2 separate regions of the Canis lupus genome follow, and region 2 is linked to region 1. A link is a contact called in public Hi-C data. All regions are on one chromosome and are shown on one strand. Each heading gives the region's core, a stretch centred on a gene start, on an enhancer-like site or on the middle of the called end of the contact. The rest is flanking DNA. Distances are from core to core; before and after follow the strand shown.

Region 1 (4,605 bases), core at 1,062-3,561:
GAGCCCAGTTCCTGATCCAGGCGAGGCCTGTCCCCCTCAGAGGGCCAGGGCCTGCGGTGGGCTGGAGAGCCTCCCCGCTTCAGGCAACCCTTCCCTCAGCGCTGTAAGGCGGGCTGCAGGGCAGCAGGACGCGGGGGAGTTGCCATTTCCCCCAGCTCTAAGGCTGCCCATCTGTTTCCTGGGATAGGATGCCCTGCCCCCAGGCGCCCCCGCGCGCCCTCAGGCCGGAAACTCACTTGCTCCGGGGGTGTGGGAAAAGGGAACTGCCTGGCTGGCTCCCACCAGAGGGGCACAGGCTGTCACGGCTGCAACAATTCCTTGCAGCTCCCGGGGCCAGTTAACCAACTCCTACCAACAGTGCTGGGCCTTTCCGGGAGAGGGGACAGGCCACTGGTGGTACTGCCCACCAGCTCCAGTGCCCAGCAGCCACAAGACTCACCTCCTTTCCCCCATCTGGACTCGCTGCCATCCCTGGCTGCCTGCTTCACCGCTTGCCCAGCATGAGGGGGACAGTGAGAGGGTGACTTCCCAGGGGGAAGTTTGCGGAAAGTAAGGGTTATAAAGAAAAAAAAAAAAGTTCTCACCCCTGCCTGGAGTCCCCACACGGTCACCTGCAAGCGAGCACTGCCCCCTGCTGGACGCCCTGGCAACGTGCACCCGTGCCACCGCAGAAGGCGCAGTGCACCCCACAAGTTGTGCAGCAACGTGGGCAATGTCAAACGTGACCTGTGGTCCCTCATATCTCGGTCCAGATTCTCTCCCAGACCAAACTCTAGTCAGGCTCCTCTGCGCCACTTTTTTAACTAGGCCCATCCTCAGGCCTGGTCCTTAAGAGCAAGATTCCTGTTCAGTGGGTGTAGCCCCCACCCTCGCTATCCGTTCAGCCTTGACATCACATCAGGCTCCTCATCCCTCAACAACCCCCAGGTGGTGACTGATCACCTTGGCCTATCCGCACCAAGAATCCTGGAAGGACAGTTGAGCCAGAACCCTCCTGACTTGTGGTATTTCCTCTTAGAAATTTTCCATCCACTGCCCTTCACTTGCTCCTTGACTAGAAACCCCTACTCTTCCCTGTTGTATTTGGAATCACCCCAGTTCTCCATCGAGGTCTCTTTTCCCTTATTGTGATAGTTTTTCTGAACAAAATATGTTTTTACCACTTTACTGGTTTTTAAGACACCAAATGAGGGGTTTGGGTTTGTTTTTAAGACACCAAATGAGGGGTTTGGGTTTGTTTTTGTTTTTGTTTTGGGGTATTTTATTTATATATTTTTAAGTAAATTCTATGCCCGGTATGGGGCTCAAAGTCACAACCCGGAGATCAAGAATTGCATGCTCTACCCACTGTGCCAGCCAGGTGCCCCTCATCACTTGAGTTTTTAAAATGAAAGGAGCAAAGCCACATGGGCCGAGGCAGGCCAGGAAAGCTTTCTTGTAAAGTCTTTGTGCAGAACTTAGAGAAGCAGAGGAACAGGAGGGCAGTGACAGCCTGGCAGGGAACAGGCCAAAGCAAAGGTCATTAAGGTGGAATGCAGGCAATGGGAGTTCAACAGACCTTAGAGACCAGACAAGGAAATGAGGTCAGTACCTCCTGGCTTTCACACCGCTTAAGGCCTTGAACTTTTCCCGAAGAAGAATCTGCCCCAGAACCCCAATATATAAAAACGTATATAACTATATCAAACTGATCAAAATGGAGGTGCCCCACAGGCATCTCTGAACACCTGAAGGAGCAGTTTGAAACCAGAGCTGCAGGCAAGGGGGTACCCGAGGTTGCAGCGCATCTGAACGGACAGGACAGTCAAGGTGTCTAACAAGGAGGGAGACTAGAGCCACAGTGTTCAAGGTGAAATGGGGGTGGGGCAGCAAGGGGACGCTCCTCCTCCCACACCAGCACCCCAGGGAACCAGGGTCAGCACATGGGAACCCAAACCCTCCCTTCAGCGGTGTTTCTTTCCCAGTCTCCCCTCATTCTCTATCCACACCCTCTCACCTAGCTCCCGGTCATACTGGACTGCCTCCTGCATCGCCTGCACACCAGGCACACGGAGGGCCTCCACACGCACCACCATTAACAAAAAACCCCCGTGCAGTGCATAAAAACGGGCTGGCCCCTGGAGCGGCAGCTCTCCACGATCAGAGACCACCACGCTGTCTAATCAGCATACTCACGCCAGGAATGTCCAATAGCCGAGACACCAGAAGAGGCAACTTCAGGGCTGCAACACTCCCAGTGACGCCCACGAGAACATGGAATGGTCTCTTCACCAAGGGGGACGGCGGCCGGACATGAGGTGCTGGGCTCCATGTGGGCTCTAAGAGCTTCAAATCCTCGGCGCCTGCCAGGACTGGCCTCCACGAGGCTCTGTCAGGACTTCAAATCTAAAAGCAGAACAAGGGGCACCCACTTCACTCATACGTTCTACCACAATGTATCGAGTACCCTGGGCACGACACTGGGGTTGCTGAGGGGATAGCAGTCCCCGCGGCTGGGGGCACACAATTTGATGAGGTCAAGTACCATGTAATACGGCCCAGGGGTGCGAGGAGGGTCGGTACCAGGGGCCGTGGCTGCCCAGGAGTAACTGAGGAATTCAGAGACCCCCCAAAATGGTCATCAGGTTGAGTCCTGAAGGATGAGTGCGTTTCCCAGAGCAAGAAAGAAATAACTATGCAGGAAGGAATAATCTCACAAAGGTGAGGAGGCCTAAGGAGGGTAGTGGGTTTGGGGAATAAGGAGCAGCTTAGTAGTGAGGTAGTGATGGGAGGTAGGGGGTGGCAGGAGGTAAAGCTGCAGTAGGTCAAGGGCAATGTCAAGGGCAGTGAGGGCCAGGGCTGGTTTTCATGTTAGAAAGATAGTGCTGGTGCCGAGTGTGGAGGGGGCCCTGGAGATGAAGATGGGAGGAGGCTGGGTTGACTGAAGGTAGTAGCAGGATGGGACGGGTTCAGGGACACCGGAGAGGTGGTGAACCCTAGGCAACAGGACTTCGGTGATCCAGGGAGTGGAGAGATTTGCCTCTGTCACTGTCCCTGTGGATCAAACTGGACACCACTCTACAAATCTAAGCCCTAGGAAGAAACAAGCATAAAGGGGATGTTGACCATCCCCATGGGACCAGGGCTTGGTCTCTTCCTCTGGCCCGAAGATGTTGCTAGAAGGGAGTGTCTAAGATAATATAGCTGATGGACACACCCAAACCCGCAGTCTGCAAGCTGGGTCAGCAAAATGCACCCACTCCATCAGCAACTATCTGAGGGCCAATGACATCTAGCACTGGGCAAAGGAATTGTGGAAGACATGCCACTGTCTTCAGGGAATCTGTAGATGAGTCGAGAAGACAGAAGTCACAACTGAAATAATTTGAGATGGGCCCTTCTCTGAGATGCACCTTTCTGGTGATTAGTGATTCAATTTGTTCCTGTTTCCTTGCCTCTCCCTCTCCACTCCCCACCACCACCACCGTCACCAGCAAGTTCCCTGAATGTGTGACCAGGTCTAACTGCCAACATCCAGGCACCTGGTGGGTCCTGAACTGCTGGAGGAATAATCAACTGTACCTTCTAAAGCAGGGTGGGGCACAGGACACTGACACAGAAGCCTGGCTGGTGCATCAGGAACCCTGGGCCCTGTCCCCTGTCGTGCTCCTCAGCTGGTGTGTGACCTTGGCCCCAGGTACTTCCCTCCCTGGACCTGTCTCTTCATCTGAAAAATATAGAGGTAGGGCCAGGTGATCTCTGACGCTCCTTCCAGTAGAAACTTGAGTCAACGTGTGAAAGACAGCTGTGGGCGCTCTCTGTACAAGGGTCCTGGAAGATGCACTCAAAACAGGCAGCAGCAGGAGGGGAAACCAAGGCAAACTCCAAGGCGGAAGTATCTGTGAATCACTACCTCCGTGGCTGCACACCCATAGGGGCTTCCTCTTCTCTCCACAGGCCCCTAGGTTCCCGAGGACCGCTTTGTCCGGTATTTGCCTTCAGGATTCAGGCACACACCCACATGAGCTAAGGATCATATTTGGATTATCCTACTCCTACCTGGAAAGATCTCCCAGAAGCCCAGACCCAGGGATTAATCAGCAGGAGCTAAGCACAAGCCAGTTCCCGGTAGCAAGACTCCCCCGTTTGCCAGCTCTGCTTCAGTCTCTGCTCTACATCAGGGCCTCAGCCAGGGCCAGGCTTGCCCAGAACAGAAATGAGTCTACTCCAGGCCTCGGGGAGCCCTGTTCGCAACTGGAAAGGTCTAGAAAGCCAATCAGCCAGCTCCTTCCCAGGACTAATCAGCACGCTGATTAGCACCCTCAGGTGATGGAGGCATTCTTGACTCTCCAGGGACACCTACCTGCCAGATCTCAAACCCTGACCCTGTCCCACCCCAGCCAACTGGTGCCAGGTCAGGGAGATTCCTGCCGCACCACAGGCTGAACTTCATCTCTGCAGTCCCCGAACCGCCTCTACATCAAGCTGATATCATTTCTAAGGAAGAGGCTACTGAAAGTAATCACTTAAAATTAGGGCACAGGGCACCTGGGTGGCTCAGTTGGTTAAGCAGCCAACTCTTTTTTTTTTTTTTTTTAAGATTTCATTTATTGATTCATGAGAGAC
Region 2 (4,605 bases), core at 1,168-3,667, 390 kb before region 1:
ATCACTTGCTAACACATATGGTTTAGTTTTTACTGTTTATTGTCTGGGGAGAAGGAAGTTAACCAAGAGTCCTACTGCAGACATGCTGAGCAAAGGCTGAGGATGGAGTGAGGCTGGGGGGACTATGAAGGGTGGGGATGCAGCGCAAGCTGGGAGAAGATATTTGTTCTATATATAACTGGTTAAGGATTAATATCCATAATACATAAAGAACATCCTTCAAATCAATTAGGAAAAAAGAGGAAATTGTATTAGTTTTCTATTGCTGCTGTAACAAATTACCAGAAACTTGGGTGGCTTAAAGCAACACGCGTTTATTGTTTTACAGAAATCCAAACTGGATCTCAAGACTATGTTCTGGAGGCTCTAAGGAAAAATTTGTTTCCTTGCCTTTTCCAGCTACTAGAGGCTGCCAACACTCCTCTGCTTTGGGTTCCCCGTCATCTTCAAAGCTCCCTCTCACATATTCAGATTTCTGCTTTCATCATCTATCTCCTCTGATTCCTCTGCCTCCCTCTTTCACTTATAAGGACACTGACGACAACATGAGACCCACCCAGATAACTGAGCATATTCTCACCATTTCTTTTTTTACAAATATTTTATTTATTTATTCGAGAGACACACACAGAGAGGCAGAGACACAGGCAGAGGGAGAAGCAGGCTCCATGCAGGGAGTCCAATGTGGGACTCGATCCGGGGTCTCCAGGATCATGCCCTGCGCTGAAGGCGGCGCTAAACCGCTGAACCCACTCAGGTGTCCGTATTCTCGCCATTTCAAAATCTTTAATTTAACCATATCTGCAAAATTGGCATGTATACGTGTATACAAATTACCTGGGGAATCTTGTTAAGCAGTGGCTGTCATTCTGTGGGTCAGGAATCGGCCTAAAATACTGCATTTCCAAAAAGCTCTGTGCCGGTCTACTGGCTCCACTTTGAAATAAGAAGGTTCTCAACATATTTAGAGATGCATGTGCAATGATAAAACTTTTTTTTTTTCTTTTTAAGCAAAAGGGGAAAATGAACACAAAAATCCAGGTGCATAGATACCATTACCTCTGGCTGGAGAAGTGGCCGGAGTAGGTCGATGGAAGTGGTCCTGGTGACATTTTTCTTAAGCTGGCTGTTGGGTTCCTAAGTATCCTCATTATACTTTGTAACTTAACATGTATAACTTACACTGACATGTATCATTTCCCACATAGTAAGTATCGTACTTAAAAGGACAATGAAACTCCCGTACAAAACTAAAAATGATCAGCGAGGAAGCTAGATGGCGTCAAAGGCCCAGGCAAACAGACCGGTTTCGTGTATGTGACTTACAGACCGAAGGAGCCGAAGAGCGTTGAATGTATTCAGCTCGGTGCCGGGTGACCAGAAGTCCACCCGGTCGGGCTAATTCGAGTGAGCTCGGGGTGTGTACTTGAATCCAGGTGTCTCGGACCTGCTAGGTTCGATGAGTCACCTGGCACATCTGCTAATACAGCTTTCGGGGAGGCCTCTGTGAGGGCGAGGAAGCGGCCGGGCAGTCGGGGTTCCTGCAGGCTCGCCAGCGTCGGGCCCCCCTAGACCGGGCGGCGCCGGGAAGCTCCCAGCAGCTGGAGCACCGCGGCCACCGGGAGCACCGGGAGGACCGCGACCGCCGGGAGCATCGGGAGCATCGCGACGACCGGGAGGACTGCGAGCACCGGGAGCATCGCGGCCGCCGGGAGCATCGAAGCCACCGGGAGGACCGGGAGGACCGCGGCCGCCGGGAGCATCGCGGCCACCGGGAGCATCGCGGCCACCGGGAGGACCGCGACCGCCGGGAGCATCGCAGCCACCGCGAGCACGGGGAGGACCGGCGGCCGCCAGGAGCATCGAGGCCACCGGGAGGACCGGGAGGACCGCGGCCGCCGGGAGCATCAAGGCCACCGGGAGGACCGCGACCGCCGGGAGCATCGCGGCCACCGAGAGCACCGGGAGGACTGCGACCGCCGGGAGCACCGGAGGACCGTGACACCGGGAGCACCGCGACCGCCGGGAGCACCGAGAGCACCGGGAGCGCCGCGCAGCCCGCCGAACCAGCACAGCCGGCACCTGTCTCCGCCCGGCCTGACCTCAGCTTCCCGGAGCGGACTCACCTGGGAGACTCTAACAGGCATAAGTCTGAGTGGGACTGAACGACTGCTGCACTGGGGATACAGTCCTCGTGACTGAACACCACGAGGAGGTTTAAAACAACAACAAGAAAAAGGTCTAAAGGAAGAGCACCTGCCCGGGCCGCGGCCGCGCCAGCCGCCCCACCGCCAGCACCTCGGCCCTACTTCCGGCAACGCGGGAAGCAACGCGAGATAGTGACGTGGCTGGCGGGGGCGTGGCTCCGGCCTGACCAATGGGGGCGGAGGGCGTGGCCCGAGGCCGTCCTCTCATTGGGCCGGCCTGGGCGGAAGTCGCGCGGGCGCTCGGCGGCGCGGTCGAGGCGTCGGCTTTGGAGGCCCCGGGAGCCGCCATCATGGTGCGGAAGCTGAAGTTCCACGAGCAGAAGCTGCTGAAGCAGGTGGACTTCCTGAACTGGGAGGCCACCGACCACAACCTGCACGAGCTGCGCGTGCTGCGGCGGTACCGGCTGCAGCGGCGGGAGGACTACACGCGCTACAACCAGCTGAGCCGGGCGGTGCGCGAGCTGGCGCGGCGTCTGCGCGACCTCCCCGAGCGAGACCCGTTCCGCGTGCGCGCCTCGGCCGCGCTGCTGGACAAGCTGTACGCCCTCGGCCTGGTGCCCACGCGCGGCTCGCTCGCGCTCTGCGACTCGGTCACCGCCTCGGCCTTCTGCCGCCGCCGCCTGCCCACCGTGCTGCTGAAGCTGCGCATGGCGCAGCACCTCCAGGCCGCCGTGGCCTTCGTGGAGCAGGGCCACGTGCGCGTGGGCCCCGACGTGGTCACCGACCCCGCCTTCCTCGTCACGCGCAGCATGGAGGACTTCGTCACCTGGGTGGACTCGTCCCGGATCCGGCGCCACGTGCTGGAGTACAACGAGGAGCGCGACGACTTCGACCTGGAGGCCTAGCGCCGTCCCTCCCCGGGGCGCCGCCCGCCGACGCCTTCCCGTTGCTCGACCCCTTTTGATTCGAGTACTCGCTCTTGTTCGGGGTTAAGCGGCGCACGGACCCTGGAGAATTCGAGCTCGAGTTTGCACAGATGCGGGGCGAGGGCGGGCATGGGTTAGTGCGCTGTGCGCCCTCGCGCGCGGAGAGGAGCCGTCCCAATGCCAGTAAAGGGGCCAGCCGCTCGGAGCGTGCACCTTTGTGTCTGTCTGGCTTTCTCGTACGGGCTCACATCTGGGTTCACATCTGGGCTCCTGGGCTCGAGAACCCAGTAGGGAAGAGCGGAGTTAGCGACCTGCCCGTGAGCGAGGCCGGCCCCCGGGGTGGGGGGTGGGGGGTGGGGAGGGCGCCTGCGGAGGTTGCGGCAGATTCGTCAGGGCACTAATCCCTTGCTCGGAATGACTGTCTTGGCCGAGCTCTTCCCCACAGGACTTCCTGTGGATATTCCAGCCCCAGGAAGTAACCGTGTTAGAGGGCTGCAGTGTTTGCTCTTGGCTCGCCCAAGGAAATAATCACCCTGTAGCTTGGCCAGCTAGCGGTTAGAAGTGGCCCAGGGGGTTCCTGGAAGCATGTTCTTCGCGGTGGGGAACTGGAGAAGGGGGAGGTTACCTCTTTTTACCCAAGACTTAGACGAGGAGACTAAGTATAGAGTGCCAAGACTTATGCATTTGCTAGAGAAATACGGGAAGGGGACACTGGAGATGTTAATAGCAAATGCGTCTGCTGTGTGTCAGGCACAGTTGGAAGTGCGTTACATGGATTAATCTGTTTAATCCTCCCAACATGCTATGAAGTGGGGAATCCAATTATCCTCTACTTTTCAGATGAGGGAACTGAGGCAGAGATGGGTCAAACTGCCCCAAGATTGCATAGCCAATAAGTGGCGGAGCTGGCATCGGGCTCCCTTTAAGAGGCTGTCAACGCTGGCATATGTAGGGGTTTAGAGAGAATCCCTGAATTCGAGTTTCCAAATCAGCAGAGAAGCAGCACCAAGCAATAGGATCGGTCCCCAACAAGGTCCTGTATAAAGGTGTTTGTTTTTTAAAGATTTTCTATTTATTTATTCATGAGAGAGGCAGAGGGAGAAGCAGGCTCCATGCTGGGATGGACTTGATCCCAGGACTCCAGGGCCACACCCTGGGCTGAAGGCGGGCACTTTAACTGCTGAGCCACCCAGGTGTCCCTAAAGGTTTGAACAAGAAGCAGGCTCTGAACTTCCAAGGCTTAGTGCTCACTGAGACCCACCCTCCCTGTGCTAGGTTGCCTTCTTATCTTCCTAACAACCTTGCAAGGTAGGTGGTGGTATCCCTGTCTTCAGTTTGGGAAATGGAACAAGAACTTTGTCCCAAGATTGAGGTTCAAGTCCAGGCATATGTGACTCCAAAGACCAGGTTTATTTCAGTGCCATTCCTTTAGAAGTGGAAGGTGAGAGAATCCTACTCCTCAGCTCTGGTGGCTGGGCATAGTCGCTGCCCTTGGGAGGAATATCCTCAGGGCTCCCAGGATTGGGGATCTC

Evidence for each region. Hi-C and Micro-C count contacts between places; a contact is called where the count stands out from the background.
Region 2: a contact with region 1 is called in a Hi-C map of blood, with 9 times the contacts expected there. The contact joins the promoter of IMP3 here to the promoter of PPCDC in region 1. A contact is called at or near these places in 3 of 9 Hi-C or Micro-C datasets (amygdala and blood).

Annotation. Positions count from the first base shown.
Region 1 is chr30:38,474,097-38,478,701 of UU_Cfam_GSD_1.0, reverse strand. PPCDC (phosphopantothenoylcysteine decarboxylase) reads right to left here and starts at 2,311. Exons shown (of 6, transcript XM_038581024.1): 1 at 2,282-2,311; 2 at 2,176-2,280. The coding sequence starts at 2,311.
Region 2 is chr30:38,869,056-38,873,660 of UU_Cfam_GSD_1.0, reverse strand. It overlaps IMP3 (U3 small nucleolar ribonucleoprotein protein IMP3), which reads left to right and starts at 2,417. Exons shown (of 1, transcript XM_038581045.1): 1 at 2,417-3,285. The coding sequence starts at 2,498. The coding sequence ends at 3,052.